Linked DNA regions of Danio rerio: region 1 is linked to region 2. The links are chromatin contacts, called in public Micro-C maps. All regions are on one chromosome and are shown on one strand. The core of a region is the stretch at or near the end of the contact, and the rest is flanking DNA. Distances in the headings are between cores, read along the strand shown. Region 1 overlaps zmiz1a (zinc finger, MIZ-type containing 1a). Region 2 has its middle 86 kb from the start of rps24.

The links. Hi-C and Micro-C count contacts between places; a contact is called where the count stands out from the background.
Region 1: a contact with region 2 is called in a Micro-C map of caudal fin, with 4 times the contacts expected there. The contact joins two enhancer-like sites. A contact is called at or near these places in 5 of 18 Hi-C or Micro-C datasets (caudal fin, embryo, fibroblasts and 2 more) and 3 of 4 datasets of contacts at active chromatin or transcription factors (caudal fin, embryo and gastrula embryo).

Annotation. Positions count from the first base shown.
Region 1 is chr13:33,941,738-33,946,030 of GRCz12tu, reverse strand. zmiz1a (zinc finger, MIZ-type containing 1a) reads right to left here. Exons shown (of 22, transcript NM_001113339.1): 5 at 282-417. Among named protein-coding and RNA genes, the nearest start is that of ppifa, 22 kb to the left of the region's middle. Within about 2 kb of position 1,675, at least 25 of the 62 cell types and tissues checked have an H3K27ac peak or open chromatin away from gene starts, as enhancers often do. A contact at or near this core is called in caudal fin, where this site is marked.
Region 2 is chr13:33,705,095-33,709,166 of GRCz12tu, reverse strand. No RefSeq gene overlaps it. Among named protein-coding and RNA genes, the nearest start is that of rps24, 86 kb to the right of the region's middle. Within about 2 kb of position 2,641, at least 36 of the 62 cell types and tissues checked have an H3K27ac peak or open chromatin away from gene starts, as enhancers often do. A contact at or near this core is called in caudal fin, where this site is marked.

The sequences.
Region 1 (4,293 bases), core at 426-2,925, 240 kb before region 2:
GCCCTTGTTTGAAATGTTTTGAGAATAAATGATATCTGCAGTGATGTCGTCATGTTTACAGAGCTGTTAATGAAATGGCTTCTTGGGAAAGCCTAGCAATCGTGATCACATGGCACATAAAAACAAACAACTCTGTGCTGGTTGAGTGCACTAGGACTTCATTTTAAGAGGACATTCTGAGAACGCAGGAAGGGGCAAGACTTCTGTGAGTTTTAACAGTGCTGGAATGGTACCGTGAGCAACAGGGTAAGGGTAGGGTGGAGTTTTGTCTGGGTACTGACCCATGTGAGAGCGAGGGCTTCATGGAGTTCATGGGTGGCTGCAAGGGTACTTTGCCCTGGGGATCGCTCTGACGATTCTTCTGATGCCGCAACAAAAGCAGTCGTCCCAGCTCCTCGCACCAGGACGATAGGAGAGCTAGAGGAAGAAACAAACAGAGAGAACGGCAGATCAGCAAAGATCTTTGGCAAGGACACCATGCACATTTTAGCTTAACAGCAATCTTTCTCATTTTAGCTATTTAGCAGAAGTAAAACTCACTGACATGATGGGAAAGGTTGTTTCTAAACTGTTCTGATTTTTGTTGTCCACTGTGCTATTATGCAGCTGGAAGGCTATTCTATAGGTCTATCCTTTAATCTAAGAGACTGTTTACACGACCAAGTTTTTAGCAAAATATTCGAAACTTTTTATAGATTTTACCTGTTCATTTACATGACAATGATGTTATAGAGACTCAAAATGGGTCTCAAAAAAGACTTTTTTTTTGTTTTGAAAATGGCACCGTTGTGTCAGTGTAAACACCTGAAAATTAGAGTTTTTAAAAATGATAACAATGCGTGTGCATGGTTAATGTTTAGGTGTAGATCAAAGGCAAGCGAAAACAAAAAATAACGCTGGAATATGTGCTAGTGTTGTTGCTAAAGTGTTTGACTTTGGCAATACAAAGTATGGATTTACTTCACATTACAGCCGACAGCAGAGACACATCTAGCAAATATGGCAAATTCTACCTCACCCCCAACTGCACATCATTACCTACCTACAGGTACTGTTTACTAAGGAGACCGTGCCAAATACTGGCCTTTCCTATGTTATACAGAAGTTTTATTTGCTTTCACAATTATGTAAAGATATCGTTTTCAAAATGTTGTCATGTAAACGTGAAACAGGGGAAAAACTTTCCTGTTTTGGCTATAGAATTGCCGTGTAAACGAAGCATAAATCTATGGAATGTGGCATCTGTTTTAGTGTAAATCATAAAACTGATAGCTTTGCACAATCTCTTGCTTAAGTATAACAATTTGAGTTATCACTTATGTTTAAATGTTGGTATTTCTTAGGGTTAGCAGCTTGTTCAAATCTCTAACCCTCAATAAGCTGGAGGTTTGTCCCACTTTTGAAGTGTCTGGAGTTTAGCTCTAACCAGCACGGACGTTTCTACTTAGTCTAAAGATTTTGCCTGATCTGATTCACATGTGTTTAAATAGTATTACTTCACAATTGTGGCAATCCATAAACAGCTCACCCCTAATATAAACAATGGTGAGAAAGATGTCAAAAATATTGCAATGTTTTAATCAGTTCATATCTTCGCCACTAGAGGTCACTACTATTACAGTAGAAATGCACGAGTGCCTGGGATCGTCTTTAACAGCCTGTCATTATGCTTCTCATAGGATCATATGCTTTTGGTCTGCAGTGCACTTTGAGCAGCGATCCTACCACAGAAGAGCTGTCTTCCCCTGTCGTGAAGGCAGAATGACGAAGACGGGGAGAGAAAGAGCAAGAAATGGAAGATGAAAATCAGTGCTGAGGACAGTGAGTCATGCCGGGGATGTGTCCTGGCAGCACTTTACTCCTGTGAGGGGTGACAAAATGAGCCTCTCGCCATGGTGATGGAGTCGTTTCGGGATGGCAGCAGTTGGCACATAGCCAGATCCTGGTCTAATCGATTCTACACGCCGCATATGGCTGAAGTAGCGCTGCATTTAAGTGCTCTTCATACAAATGCCCCTCACACTTTGCAACTGACACTATTTAGATAGTCATTACTAGCTGAGTCATTGATGGCAAGAGTAAAATTTAGATTCACAATAATTAATTATCAAATAACTGTTGTGTGTTTTATAGACTAGCATTTTTGTAAGAAAATTTGATAGATTTTGTCATTGTAAATGGTCACTGTCATATTTTTTGACATGTATTAACCGTAACAAGCCATTTAATTAAAACAATGTAATGAAATTAAAATGAACAAAATAACTTTTTTAGGTTCCAAAAAATAATACTTAAAACCAGGTTATCCTGTCATGATATTCTTTTCTTTTAATACACTTTAATTTTATGCTAACAAGGTTCTTATATTTAACATCTTGTATTGACCTATTGCTAAAAACAAGGGGGAAATGAATTATGATAATAAAAGGCAAACACCCTGAGAACTATTTATTTTCTCTGAAAAGTTTTTATTTTAAATTTATAATATGTCAAATTGTAAAGTGGCATAATGTAATTATTAGCATTTAAATACATTTTTCTCTAATCAAATAATAAAATTCCTATATAAATATGCCTTGAAAAATTATATTACCATGTAATATAACATATTATACATGCTCCTGACAGCAATAAATAAAGCATGCTCCAGACTGCATACAGAAGACAAACAAAAGCCAGGGACTGTTTCAGTAGTGCTGCACCTCTAGTCTTACTTTGCCATCAAACAGATTCTGCAAGGGACCTTATAAAATATTCCCTTTCCCCTAAGACGCGTTCATACATAGAACAATGCCCCTCTTTCTTCTCTAAATCTACTTCACAGACAGTAGATGAGAAAAAAAATAACCTGCTCTGGCTATTTGAACAGAGAGGGTGGTGTCATGAGTCTCTCGGTTTCTCTCTCTTTCTGAGTCTGCTGCTGCAGAGAGACAGACGTCTGTCTTGGCTCTTTCCTCTCTAAATCGATCAGCCAGTAATGACTATGAAGACTGCTCAGCTGTCTCCAGCGCCTTTATTGCTGGGGGAATGTAAACGAGCACACACACACTCTCTTAACGAACACACACACTTCCACATGTGTACACACACGCACACACACTGAGGTGTTTTTACCACAGACTGCACTTCAGGGACAGCTCACACATGCATGTCTTTATTTATTCCATGAAAAAAGTAAAGTGAAATTGGTTTCCACACCTATTTTGTTTTTCAGTTTACATATTCAAACTACACAAAAGAGATTAGCGACTTGAGTTGGAGAGGAAAAATGACAGTATTCTTTGTCAGTTCCTCACATACAGTAAAGTTGCTGTAAGGACTCTGTAATTTGAAGGGGTAATGAACTGACAAATTAAAATTCCCTTGATCATTTGGCATATAGTAAGTGGGCATTGTACTAAAAGAATATTCTGTAAGTTTAAGAACTTTAACCATCTTGTTTTTAGTTATTATTTAGTTATGTATCTAAACCCCGCCTCCACAGATGGTCATCAATGCCTACTACCTGTTTAGCTCCGCCCTCTGATTTGAGGTAAATAATAAGAGAGGCAAACAAACAACAAGATGCAGCCTTCGCATTTCTTTCCTTCTGATCCCAACATTAGGAATGAGTGGATGATTTTTGTTAAAATGAAAACAGTTGCATTAAGAGCTTTGACCTTTGTTAACTTTATTTTACTGCAACATACTTCACTAAACTACAAAATACAAAGGATTTTCAGACAAACTAAAAAGACGATGATTTGCTGAATATGTTAGATCCAACAGAAAAGTCATACAGAACAGTCGATAGTCTACAGAACAAACCATCGTTATACGACTTGCCTAATTACTTTAACCTGCCTAGTTTACCTAATTAAACTAGTTAAGCCTTAAAATATCACTTTAAGCTAAATAGAAGTGTCTTGAAAATATATAGAACAATATTATTTACAGTCATCATGGCAAAGAAAAAATATCAGTTATTAGAAATGTGTTATTAAAACTATTATGTTTAGAAATGTGTTAGAAAAAAATATCTTCTCTACGTTAAACAGAAATTGGGGGAAAAAAAGGGGAAAAATTAAATAGGGGAGGGTAATAATTCTGACTTTAAATGTACATGCTGTTAAAGTTTACATTGGTGGCATCTTAAGGTTGAAGTGTTAAAATGTTTAAATATGATAAATGATTGCAAATCATACTAGTGGACACTTACAATGTTGTTAAAAGGAGGGGAGTCAAAAAAGTACAGCAAATAGCCTATTTAAAAAAATGTAAACATCTTGATAACATTTTAAAGATACCACAAAC
Region 2 (4,072 bases), core at 1,392-3,891:
GGTGTCAAACCCATTATAAATTGAAATCAATTTGATGACAATAAATGCATTCTGAGAAATAAAGTGTTCTTTTATTATTCATATTGTACTGTTATATGTAAACAATATAATATTTATCAATCTGTTTATGAAAAGGTTTTGAATGTTTTTCAAAACTTGTTGATCTAGTAAAAAGTCTAGTTATTTTGCAGAATCAACATAGAAAATAATTTTTAAATTTGTGTACAGATGTAGAGTTTAAATGGACTCCATATATTTCAAATAAAAATAAATATAACATGAATAGCTGTGTAAATATTCTAAATGTTTTTTAATAAATATGTAATATCCTAATGTTCATTCATTAATTTTTCTCTTCTGCTTAGTTCCTTAATTGATCAACGGTTATCACAGCAGAATGAACCGCCAACTTATCCAGCATATGTTTTACACAGCGGATGCCGTTCTAGCTGCAACCCATCAATGGGAAACACCCATACACTTTCAATCACATACATACACTACAGACAATTTAGCTTACCCAATTTACTTATAGCACATGTCTTTGGACTTGTGGGGGAAACCGGAGCACCCAGAATCCATCTATGTGTACACCCACCAGCCATTACTGTAGTACTGTGTTGGACCTTACCTTTAGATCTGCCTTAATCCTTCATGGCATAGATTCAATAAGGTACTGGAAATATTCCTCAGAGATTTTGGTCCATATTGACATGATAGTACCATGCAGTTGCAGCAGATTTGTCGGCTGCACATCCATGATGTAAATCTCCCATTCCACCACATCCCAAAGATGCTTTATTGAGTTGAGATCTAATGACTATGGAGGCCATTTGAGTACAGAGAACTAACTGTCATGTTCAAGATACCAGTTTGGGATGATTGGCGCTTTATGACTTGACGCTTTATCCTGCTGGAAGTAGCCATCAGTAGATGGGTACACTGTGGTCATAAAGGGATGGACATGTCAGCAACAATACTCAGGTAGGCTGTGGCATTGACACGATGCTCAATAGGTACTAATGGGCCCAAAGTGTGCCAAGAAAATATCCCCCACACCATTACACCACCACCAGCAGCCTGAACCATTGCTACGAGGCAGGATAGATCCATGCTTTGGTGTTGTTGATGCCAAATTCTGACTCTACCATTCAAATGTTGCAGGAGAAATCGAGACTCATCAGACCAAGCAGTGTTTTTCCAATCTTCTATTGTCTGATTTTGGTGAAGCTGTGCGAATTGTAGCCTCAGTTTCCTGTTCTTAGCTGACAGGAGTGGCACCCGGTGTGGTCTTCTGATGCTGTAGCCTATCTGTCTCAAGGTTGGACGTGTTTGAGTTACTGTTGCCTTTCTATCAGCTCAAACCAGTCTGGCCATTTTCTTCTGATCTCTGGCATCAACAAGGCATTTGTGCCTACAGAACTGCCCCTCACTGGATATTTTTCTCTTCTTTTTTGGACCATTCTCTGTAAATCCTAGAAATGGTTGTGCATGAAAATCCCAGTTGATCAGCAGTTTCACTTTTTACTTTTTTTTTCCAAAAACCTTAGGATGAGACAGTCAATATTGCAAAGCCAACATATAGTTCAACATCTTTTAGCACATTTGTAAAGTTTACTTTTATTTATATTTTACTTTAATTTTTAAGTTCAGTTTTAGTTCATGTATTTATTTCACATCCAGTAGAAACGTACTGTCATTCTGCATCCTGTTTGCCAGCTCATTTCAAATTTAAGAATTGAATTTGACTCGGAAATAAAAATCCAATTCAACTCTGAATGGCACTCAACCTCAGCATTGTGTGTCGAATAGCGTCCTAAATGCTCTTGCAGGTGTTTAAATGACTATGTTAATAGCTACTTCCCTCTGAAACGAAAGGCCAAACGAAAAAACACAATAACAAGACAATTTGGACGCCGATCCCTATTTTGCTGCTCTTTTGGACCCAAGCTGACGTGAGCCGACTCTCCATTGAGCGCCACAGCTCAGCTAATTCCCTGACAATCACAGGGGAAATGATTGATGCTGCTGGGACTTCATAGCTACATGATGGAAGGAGAGTTTCAGTTCTGCTGACATAAGCTTTCACACACAGACTGAGCGTTCGCAGATTATTTACAGCTCCTTTACACAGCGCTCTATCGCCCTCACAGACCTCCTTAGAGGAAACACAAGCGACTGTGCCAAAGCACTATTAACTGGGTAGGTGTAAAGGATATTACAGAAGTGTAAAGCAGACAAAGAGCGGAAATGCAGATCAAGGGCATATAAATGAGCGCCACTGAGACGTTACCGCAGCACACAAAGATCAGCCCACACGGAGAAAGGCAGAGGTGCACAACGTATTTGACAACAAGACACAAGAGAAATCCATTTAAGTACACTATTGATTCCCTTTAGAGTACAGCCACTGAGAGGAGAGGCGGGAGAGGGAGAAAAAGAGAGGGGGGGGTGTAAAACAGATGCATCTGGTTCTCTGTTTGCAGGAGTGGAGGAGGAACGAGGTTCTCTCCCCCTCTTTTTATTTCTCAGAAAAATGTGAGCCGCGGCGGATAAAGCAGACAGCCTGTACCCCATGCTGACTGGCCCGACTGGCTTTGGAGAGGGTAGAGGCAATCAATGTGAGCTCACAATAGAGCGAGAGCATTCAGAGAGCTAACTGCTCCCTCAGGCCATGTAGGAAGGAAGAGAAAGGAGGAGAAAGAGGATTGAGGAGGAGAGGTAGGGGACGGACATAAAGACTAAGTTAAGGTTTATTTGGAGCTTAATGAAGAGCCAATACTGGACGCGCTTTATTTGCCCCTCTTTTAGCAAAAGAGGATGAAACAAGACGTATGATGTTTGGGCTCTTTGTTCCACCGCTGAAATAACTGCAGTATATTCAGATTTATTGCTGCACAAGATGTTAATTTTTAATTTAGCCTATTTATGTGTGAGTGTGTGTTTGAATTCCACAAAAATGAATTTACGGCACTCCCTAGAGGCTAATTTTAGCATTTGAACTTGGAGCGGCTGAGAGAGTAAAGTTCACTGTCATATTCGGTTTGATTGTTAATTATCTCCATTAGATGACATGAGACAAGTTGCTTGAGAATCATCTTACTCAGTGGCTCTCAGAGTAAATTAAGAGACGGCTAAACTCCCTCTTGATTCAATGGCTGCTGGAATTAATCTGGGAAAAATCATCCGACCGGCATTAGATTTGATCTCTAAATAAAAATAAATACAAATCAATCATACTCAAACTGCACAATTTGACAATTATATAGAGTACATAAATAACACACTGCTTTGATTTTGTTTGACTAATTTTTATGTATTTATCTTTAGAAATTATCTAGACTTATGACAATAACTCTGCAATAAATACTGCATTATACTTATTGTTATATATTTTATACATGTTGTTCTTTTGATGCTTTAATTCTAAACTCATTATTTGTAAGGTGTTTTGGATAAAAGTGTTTTCCAAATGATTAAATGTACATGTACATTCACAAAACTAGTCCTGAGGACTTTTACTCACCCTAAGTGGATAAATTAACTGGACTAAGGGTCAAACAACAAAAAATATGGCCAAGAATCTTGGTGTTATTCTGGAGGCAGATACGAATTTCATTAGTCATGTCAAAGCTGTAAGCAAATCAGCATACTATCATCTCAAAAACATTAGATGCTTTGTTTCCAGTGAAGACTTGTTTATGATTTTATCACCAGCAGGGTGGATTACTGTAATGGACTCCTCACTGGCCAAACAGTTGCAGCTCATCCAGATTGCTGCTGCCAGGATTCTGATCACAACCAGAAAGTCAGAGCACATCACACCTGTCCTCAGGTTTTTACACTGGCCTAAATGGCCTAGGACCTCAAAACATTACAGATATGTTCACTGAATAAAAACCCAACAGATCACACAGATCTTTAGAATCAATTAAACTAGAAATTCCAAGAGCGATTCCAATTCAAAGCAGGGTGAATCGGCCTTCAGCTACTACACCCCCAGCAGCTGGAATTATCAGATGTGCCCCAAAATCAGGCACATTTAATTTAAAACTGAAAACACATCTGTTTA